Linked DNA regions of Ovis aries: region 1 is linked to region 2. The links are chromatin contacts, called in public Hi-C maps. All regions are on one chromosome and are shown on one strand. Each heading gives the region's core, a stretch centred on a gene start, on an enhancer-like site or on the middle of the called end of the contact. The rest is flanking DNA. Distances are from core to core; before and after follow the strand shown.

Region 1 (4,854 bases), core at 2,169-4,668, 150 kb after region 2:
TCTTAACTGGTATATCCCATTACATTTAAGACACATGTCTTCTAATTTAAACAAGTATTTCATAATAATATCAGCCACTTATTTAGTTTATGATGTGCTTTTGTCAAATTACATCTAACAAAAATGGGTGAAAACTAACAATATTTGAAGGAAAAAAAAAGTCTTTGTGTTACTGAAATTTCCAAAAAATAATACTTTGGTGATGCTTTCATTGTAGGGAAAATAAGCAAGTAAGTGTTAGTCACTCGTTGTGTCTTTGCGACCCCATGGACTGCAGCTGGACAGGCTCGTCTGTCCTTGGGATAGACTGAAAGCAAACTGGCAGAGTATGACCCATTCAGAAGATGAGGCAGAAGGGAGGATGGAAGATGGAGTGAATCACTGATGGGTTGGTGTAATAGCAGTGAAAGTGCCCAAGAGAGAAGTAGGGATTAACAGAAAGGTCACGGATGTATGTGGGATGAAGAAGCAAATCAACTGGCAAGGTTGGAGAAAACCTACACCACACTAGCTCTTTGAGACATGCTGCCACCACCTGGGCAATGGGCAATTTGGAGTACGGCAAGATTTTCTTGTGATTATTAGTTAAATCAACAATTATAGAATAAAAAATTTACTTTCATTTTATGAGATCAGCATTTTGTCTAATCTCTGGAATTAAACAAGAGCAGGGCTTTTTTGGGCCAGATCTGTTTAGAACTCTGCTCTACTTTTTAAGTCTCTGGTCCCATATCTGTAAAACAGGTATAATACCATCCTGCAGAGTTTAGTCTCAGCAATAGTGATGAGACGCGAAGCAGCTAGACTAGTACCTGGAACACAGCAGTCAACAAATAGCCTTTAAACATTACAATTCTGCAGTATAATATCCCAAATATCACTAAAACCTATGACCTTTCTAGTTACATAAATGTGCCTAACAAGAAAATCTATCTGCATTGTGTCTTAATGGTAGGAAAAACTCATAAACTTAGGGAAGAAACCAGTTTTACCAAAGCCAAAACACAAATTGTTAAGCAGGTAAGAAAACTCTTAAAATCTTTAATTAAGTCGAGATTATTATAATAGAATCTTATGGAGGTTTTAGTCATTCACAATTTTGACATGAGTCAGGGTGAAATGTACCACCTAAGAGAGAAAGACTTAAACAGAACTAATGAAAGACGAGTTCTTACTTAATAATTATTAAGAGTAAAAAACTTAAAAATTTGGAAGGCTCCATTTTCAAACTATAATTGCAACAGAGTAACTGGTATGGATATGATGTGATATGCTACAAAGTAATTATTCTTATTCAAAGACAATCCTCATTAATTAAAGTGTCAGCTTTAGTTATTTCGTTTAAAGCTACATGAATGGCTAAGATTTTATTTCTTAAATAAAAATACAAGCAGACTTTATTTCCATGTTATTCTAAGTAAATTCTAAAAGACATCTGAGAGAACACTCAATTAAGAATGTTTTAAATAAAGAACAAGCCCTTATGAAAATTGGCCATGATGTTTCCCTTAAATTCCTTATTCTGCTGCTGCTTATGAAGCTGAAGTAAGAAAAATGGCCAAATCAAGTTTAATCAATAGAATTTTCAAGCTGAAAGAACCCCAGAGATAACCTAACAGCTTTCCACATACAAAAGAGGAAACTTTTTCAGAGTATCAAACCACCAGAGACAAGGCCTGTGAATCACAACTCACAAGCTAAAACTCCTGACTCTAGAAAGTAGCCTGCACCATCTGAACCAATCATGACACCACCTTTCATTAAGGCAAGTCAGGTAGCAGCAGGGAGCTTAGCTGTGGCAACTTCTACGCTATTTCTGGGCTTGTAGCCATTCCTGGAACTGGAAAAGGAGACCAGTAATATTAGACAGTGAAAGCCTGATTTACACTAGCGCCAAGGAGCTACAGACGCTTCCTTCTTAGGTGCCTTTCCATCCACTCCCATGCATTTCACAAGGGACACAGCAGAGCGAATTATTGGGGAGGCAGTCATCAGGAAAACTGTCTAACCATGATTAAAATAACACATACACATACTGGTCTCTGGAGTGAAGGATGTTAAAATAAATTCTGACCCTCTCCTGGAATTACTATTTGGGCAAGTTAAAAAAAAAAACACAAAAAACCCCACAAAGTCTTACTGCCAGCAAGTCAAGTTTTCTGTACACACAATCCAATGGCTGAGTCTGCTTTTTCTGGCTACTACAGGTACAGGCTAGGTCCAAGCAGCACAAGCTTTGAAACCATCATCCAAGTTTTCAAACAAGAATGAGTAAGAAAACAACTGCTACTAATACAACATACAAACATTAACATATGCCCAACAAACAGTATTTTAGATCATTAGATTATTTGCCAAAAGTCTGTTCCCTGGTAAATAATGGTTACTGTTGTTATCCCTAAACTAGTTATACATGTCACAGCCTGCTCCTCAAAGAGAACATTCTATAGTCTTTCAAGAATAAAAACCTGCTTTATTTGGCACACACCAGTGAAGAGGTCTTGCAACATTTGAAGAGGTAGTCAAACAGAGCAGCTCAGTGCAAGAGATCACAAAACTTGATCACCAAGCAAACCCGAGTTAATCTCTCAGTTCCTGTAGATTAGAAGACAATGAGAACTCACTCTTTCTGCTTGTTGACTTTTGAATCTCTTTATTTGTGCACTGAAAGAACAAGTACCTCTATGGGAACTCTATGCCCACACAGTTTGGTTATTTTTCAAGTTTACTTTGGGCAAATATCGATCATTCTTTTGTGAAGAGGTTCTTAAATTGAAAACAGCAAAAACTTCTTCACGCAGCATGGCTGCATTTCCCCCTTAGAAACAACGTTCAGTGGCTCCACCACGGTCCTGCTGCGCTTGGTCTCCTCGACGTGAGGCTTTAACTATCGTCCAGCCAGAAGAGGAGAGGGTCAAAGAGTGGATGTGACCCAGAGGAACTCGCTAGAATCCTTCAGGAGTCGCTGGGTGTGACCTTCACCTTGACTCTGGGCGGTTTGTGGGGACCAACTCCTTTCTTGGCCGCCGTTCCTTGGTCGGAGTCTCCGGGGGTCACGGACCTCACCCACCAGGGCCCTCCACCCTTGGCCAGGCTCCCGCAGGGGAGCGGCTGTTCGGATGACCTCGGGGGCAAAGGTAGGGGGTCCTCAGCGCTTCCAGACCGGCTCCCAGAGACCGGAGCTCACCCGCGCCTCAGGCAGGAGGCGCGGGCCTCGGGCTTCGGGCCAGACACCAGCCGGGCGCCGCCGCTCACCTCGAGCGGCCTCACCTGCCTCTCCCCGGAAACCCAGGAGCCGCCCCACCCTCCCCGCTTTCCCGGGACCCACGCAGCGATGGCGCAGCCGGAAACTGGCCCCGCGACTTCCTCAGGCCGGATCCGGGCGAGGGCCGGCCTGTGGGCGGGTTGGGAGAGTCGCGGCTTCCGCCTTCCTGCTTCCGGCCTGGAGGTGAGTCGTGAGTTGGGGTCCGGACCCATCGTCCCCGGCGAGGTGAAGGGGAGGCGGTTGGGGGTCGCTGCCGCGCTCTTGCCCCGGTGCTCAGCGGAGGTGGCTGCGGCGCCAGCGGCCCAGGGGGTGGCGGGGACGACCCCTGATTCCCGGGGACCGCCGGCTGTTCGAGCCCCGCCGGGCCCGCGCTCGCCGAGGCGGAGGGTCGGGGAAGCGTGGCGCCAGAGGCGGGCCACCGGGTAGGGCGAGGAAGGGTGAGCGAGGGGAAAACACGAGGAAAGGGAAGTGCGGGTGGCTGTGACGTGCCCTCAGCTTCAGGCGCCGTGCGGGTCTGATCCGAATATCATGCCCGGTGGATCCTTTTCGGAAGGAAGAAGAATAATATTTATTCCTTCAAGTGTGGAGGGCGCTTGCACCTGGGGTCCGAAATTGAGGTGCACGAGAGGTGTGTATCTGGTGGATGGTAACTCCTTTCTCTGTATTAATGTCTAAAACTCTGCCATAGCTAGGTCCTTCACTTCCCCCTTCCTCTTTATTGCAAAGTTCTTTTGCAGGTCTCTGACTCTTGCATTAGTTAATTCATTACTGGGCTGGAGAAGCTGAAAAACAGATGGGCATCTGTAGTGTCTAGTCTTCACTGTGTGGGTGGGGGCGTACGAATCGGGGTTGGGGGAAGGCTAGGAACTTTGTCTTCAGGTAAAAATATGAAGGAATTGTGATAGGATATAATTAAAAACCAATCATGGTAGTTTTGTTTAGGTAATGGAATTGTGAGTGACATACTTTGTTTTGCTTATCTCCGATTTTTCTGTAAAGGGCACAAATTACATAGAGACTAGAAAACCTTTTTAAGAGTAAAGCGTTGTTTGATTTTGAAATTAGTAAGGCCCTCTCTTACTAACTCGAAACAAACCTAACCCTGTAAAAATATAAAAAGTTCAAGAACTAGGAATGGATATGCTGCAACAGGTCAGTTAGCTTTTTATGAGTGAGCTTTCTAAATTTATTGTTGAAATAAGTAACTGAGTAAAATATTTGATCCCCAGTAATTAGGAGCTTTTTCCAGGGCATTTTGGTTGTGTAATTATGCCTTAAGATTAGAAAGAAATAGATACTGAATGTATTTAATATGCCAGGCAACTTGACATGTTATTTATAGGTTGCATATAGAGAATTTACAGTTTTAACATTTAAAATTGTATTATAATTTATTCCTTAAGGTTGTGACTTTACGGTTTTTCTTTTGTCTATTCTTTTCAACCTAACCAGTATATAGAATTTAAGCCTTCTCTCAGAAGTGTTTTGGTAGAGTTAAAGAAGACGACAGCCAACCAACCGTCATCTGAAATTGTGATTGGCTGATAATCCCAGGACAAAATTAGAGATCACTACTCAAGCATAAGGTA
Region 2 (4,832 bases), core at 360-2,859:
CTACCCGGCCCCCTCCCCGGTGCAAACCGAACTCCGCCGGCGGGAGCCCCGGGCACGCCGCGGTCCCCCGGTAGGGGGAAGAGCCAGCTGCCACGGGCTCGCACCCTTTGATTCGCGGGCGTCCTCGGGAGGAGAGGTCCCTCAGGAAAGGGGTCCAGCCTGACGCCCGCGCACCCCGAGACGGAGAGGAGCGGAAGGAAGGACATTTAAATCCCGGGGCGGCCGGCGGAGCTCGCCCGGGCCAGCCCAGACGCCGCAGCGACTCTCCCGGCCCCCCGGAACGCCGCGGCCGCCAGCCCGTCGAAGCCCTGAGGAGCGGCCGCCGAGTGGCATTAAAATGTATTTCCCTCCCCTCAAATGGAGGGGGCGGGGAGGGGGGTGCAGAGGAGAAAGACCGGCGAGTGACAGGCTAGGGGAGAGACGAGGCAGAGCGCAGAGCGCGGCCCGGCCGCCGGCTCGGCCCCGGCCGGCATTGTCTGTGCGGCCCGCGCCCCCTCCCCCGCCCCGCACGGCCCCACCACAGACACCCTCCGCCGGAGCCCGGCCGGCCGCCCGCGCCTTTGTCCACATTCTCCCCCCAACACGGGTCAGCAGCTCTCCAGGACGTGCTCCCCGGGAGAAGGGCGGGGAACGGAGCGGGCCGGGGGCACCCGACACCCACCCGGCGGACCCCGCGGAGGGGCGCGTCCTGCTGATTCATTTCCCACTCGCGCTGGCCCGTCCGGGGAGACAGGGGGCGGGGAGGGGCGGAGAGGAAATGGGCGCTTCGTTCAGAAGGACTGTCCCGGCCAGTGAGGGCATCGGGCGGGGTGCGGGCGCGCGCTGCGCTGAGGGGCTGCTCAGAGGGGAGGGGGCTGGCGTCCCCCCCCCCAGGGACTGACGGACGGAGAGACGACCCCGCGACTGCCCCGTGACTCACCGACTTGCAGGACGTTGTCTACGCAGCCGCTCTCCAGCAGCGCGATGCCCCGGCGGAAGGGCAGCCGTGTCTCATCGCCGCCGTCCGCCGGCCCGGCGGCCCCCACCGACGGGGCCCCGGCCCCGGAGGCGGCGGCAGCGGCGGCGGCGGCGGCGGCAGCGGCGGCGGCGGCCGAGGTGGCGGCCGGCGAGGACGAGGAGCCGCCGCCGCCCGCGCCGCCCGCGCCGCCGCCCGCGCCGCCGGGGCCGCCGCTGTCGTCGCCGGGGCCGCCCGCGGCGCCGCCGCCGGTGTTGAAGGACGAGTACATGCAGATCTCCCGCTCGCTGCGGGGGAAGGACCAGTAGACGATGCGGCGCTGCACCGGCTCCGGGATGCGCTCGAAGCGCTCCTCCACGCGCTGGAACGGCCACTTCTCAGCCACCTTGCGCGCCGCGATGTCCAGCAGCGACTCGGGGCTCTGGGTCTTGCCCGGCGGCAGCAGCCCCAGTGCTGCGCCGCCTCCGCACGCCGCTGCCGCCGCGCCGCCCGCCCGCGGGCCCGGCCGACAGGCAGAGCTATAACCGCCACCCGCTCCTCCGCCGCCGCTGCTGGCCCCGCCGCCGCCGCCGCCGCCGCCGCCGCCCGGCCGGCAGCAGAGCCGTTTCGCGGGAGGAGGCTGCTGTCCGCGCTCCGCCATGACCGCGCCGCTTCTAACCCGACAGCGGAAGTGCCGGGACCCTATAAACGGCACAAGGAAGCGCGACACGCACACGCCGCCGCGACGCCACGCTGCCATCTAGGGCCCGCCGCTCCTTGTACGGGCACAAGAGGTGGGGCCTTCGCCGTGACGTCGCGGCCGAGGCGGGGCACCGATAGGGGGACCTAGGGCCAAGGGCGGGGCCTATGCAAATCGCTGAGCTGAAACATAAATAGAGCACTCGGCGGACACGGGGGTAGCGGGGGCGGTGGGGTTGGGTGCCCGATGGGCTGTGAGAATGTCAGGCTGCTGTGACGCGGGGGGCGGGGCTCAGGCGGGGTTCCCGGGGGAGGGGGCGGGCTGCCAGGCATGGCCTAGGGTGCATGGGTCTCCGCGCCCCCTGCCTGCTCAACTTCCCCCTCCAATTCCCTGCTTCCCTTTGATGTCCCGCAAGTGTGGACGCGCCTCGTGGGTCGCTGCGGGGAGGGAAGAGTAGATGGGAGGTGAGCACGGGAAAGGGGTCCTGGTAAGTGGGGGGCGGGACCCTGAGTTGAGGCCCCACCCCCACCCCCGCCAGAGCCGGCCCGCCGGGGGAAAAGCCTCTGGGCGGAGGAGGCGCTTTCAAAACAAAGAAATGCGGCGTGGAACCCGGGGGACTGGGGTGGTAAGGAAGGCGGAGGAGGTGCGGCTGAGGCCGCCTGCTTCCCCTCCAGTCAGCCCAGAGGAACTCCCCCCACCCCCAGCCCGGGCTGCGGCGCCGGAGAAGAGGGAGGAGGCTGCGGTAGTCGGCTGTTTTCCATTTCACTTTTGCAGACCAAGGCGGAGAAGAGCACCAGCTCCGCTGCTCCTCTTGTCTGCAGCACGCTCTACCCCGAGCGAGTCTCAGCTTCCGCTCAGTCTCGGCTTCCAAGCTTGCCAAAGTGTCCGAAAACGCGCAGAGCGCTCGGAACCTGTCCCGCAGCTGTGCGACGCGCGTCTCGAGCTGGCCGCAGCCGCCCCGCCCTCGTGCGCCTCAGCCCCGCGGGCGGGGATGCCGGCTCCACGGCCTCTCTACCGGGACCCCGCTCCAGGCCCGGGCGTGCTCCGGCTCGAGGTGGAAGGCACACCCGGGTAGTGGATTTAGCAAACACACCTTTGTGAGTACACACGACACGGGCGCGCGCGCACACACCCTACAGGCGCGCGCGCACAGTCCAGCCGGCTGCAGACGGCGCGCCCCGGCCGCTCGGCGGCGGATGGTCGCTGGGAGCGCACTCGGTGCACCTTTGAGTCCACGGCCAGCCTCGACCCCGGGCTGCAGGGAGCCCTGGCGCTCGGGACGCACGCCGGGCTCTCTGCCGCCGTGGCGGCGCCCGACCGCCCCATCCTCCTGGGGTAAGGCTGCGTGGGGGCGGGCGGGCGCAGAGCGCAGCTTGCTGGGGCCGGGGCGCCGGCGAAGGCAAAGAAGCGAGTCCCCTGTGAGCCAGGAACGCTGCAGACATTGTTCTTCGTACTCTCCAGGGCTCGGTCGAATGTGGGTCCAAAACACAGCCTTAATTACCACGTTAGAGACATCCCTACTCTTTGCCCTGCCTTCTGTTTTTCCTGTAAACCGTGTCACTGATACTGTGGCTATTTTAGAAGATAAACCGTATCTCCTTTGACACGTTCGCATCTTTTAAGGTTATTGGCTGATACCCACATGCCTGCCTTGTTGGATTTAAAAAGAGAAGAGCGCTCCCGAGTTTTCAAGAAAATCGCCCACTCAGGGCCGAGGCCCGGGAAACCTCGAGCTCCATCCATCCAGGTCTTGGCTCTTCCCCTCTTCGGGCCCCACCAAGCCCCAGGCTGCAGGTCCCTGGGGGACCTGATGCTGGCCGACTTTCCGCAGCTGCCTTACTTGTTAGGAAAATTTTGGTGACAGTATGTTTTTGTATATCCATCTGGTATTTTTCTGGGCACCTCCTCAATGCTTAGGAAAAGGCCTGGGTAGAAAACTGGAAGACTATCTTACGGGCAAAAGGGAGGCGGAAAGGTTTTTCCTTCAGTTTTTCTTATTTCTGGATTTCTTTTTTAAAAAAATTTTAAATTTAATTTAAATATATATATATGATAGAAAAAAGTAAGTCAAAAGTAAAATGTGGTTTCCATTCTGTCTTCAAACACCACCATGATAGAACTTAGGCTTGTGTGATATTGTATAGATTACTAAGGATTTTCATACACATAAAGAATCTTAGAACTGGAAAGTCAAAGATGACAAAGCTCATATCCCCAGACAGGATAAGTGACTCATTCAGGCACCTACCAGGTGTTAATGGAAGAAATTAACTCATACCGAGTGAGAAAGTGGACTGCTTTGGAAGTGCCTACCGTTTAGAGATCTTGATTTTGTATTGAACCAACGAGCCTGGATTTCAGGCATTGTCCTACATGGGAGGAATTTCATTTAACTCTGTTCAAAGGTGAGTCCAGAGCCACCAGCTCAGCTTCCCCCCTTTGTAGTCTCTTAACTGAGACCAACTCTCCTGCTCTTGAACTGTCCTCCTTCCTCTGGTTCCCTGACACTCTCCTGATCCTACAATGTCTCCAACTTGTCTTTCTCTGCCTTGTTTTGGGGTTTCTCTTCCTCCAAACTTTAATGTGCACCCTGCCCTACAGCCTAGGAGGGGCCTCTTCTCTATGTTTAGTGGCCCACACCTTGGAGAGCTTCCACTGTTTGCAACTCCCAACCATGGTCTCTGCTTCAGCTCACTTCTTACTGGTGGTCAACTTCCTTTTCCATCGCCACCTCAAACCCAAGGTACCACATTTCCCTGGAAACCAGGCTCTCTTCCCCTAGACTGTTATTACAGTTGCCACCTGTCCATAGGCTGCCAAGAGTTTTTCCTCTTTGCCGGCAACTCATATAGGTTTACTTGCTGAGTTATCTCTCCCAGCCCCTCTCGCTTAGTCACTTATTCCTCCTCTTCACTCCACACAGCCTCCTCACTAGTGTGTCTGTATAACCTTTCCTCATGCAAATCCTCCTCCACCCAGCTGTTATGCTTCCTAAAGTATAATTCTGATGGTATCACTCTCCTGCTCAAGTCCCTTTAAATGACTCCCTGCCATGTACTAGGGAAAGTCCAAATTCAGATCTGATCTTACCCAAACCCAACTTTCCAGCCTCATCTTTCACTAAAATCTAACAGAACTTCCAGGTCCCAGACAGGAACGTTGTTAAATCCCATCAGGACTTCTCCCAGCTCCCTAGAA

What was found. A called contact is a pair of places that touch in the nucleus more often than the background predicts.
Region 1: a Hi-C map of hypothalamus shows a contact between it and region 2, with 4 times the contacts expected there. The contact joins the promoter of SMIM15 here to the promoter of ZSWIM6 in region 2. A contact is called at or near these places in 8 of 16 Hi-C or Micro-C datasets (blood, hypothalamus, liver and 4 more).

Annotation. Positions count from the first base shown.
Region 1 is chr16:18,358,326-18,363,179 of ARS-UI_Ramb_v3.0, forward strand. SMIM15 (small integral membrane protein 15) reads left to right here and starts at 3,419. Exons shown (of 4, transcript XR_006056506.2): 1 at 3,419-3,448; 2 at 3,819-3,893; 3 at 4,718-4,851.
Region 2 is chr16:18,207,644-18,212,475 of ARS-UI_Ramb_v3.0, forward strand. ZSWIM6 (zinc finger SWIM-type containing 6) reads right to left here and starts at 1,610. Exons shown (of 14, transcript XM_015101288.3): 1 at 920-1,610. The coding sequence starts at 1,595. It overlaps LOC132657946 (a long non-coding RNA gene), which reads left to right and starts at 1,854. Exons shown (of 3, transcript XR_009596761.1): 1 at 1,854-4,832.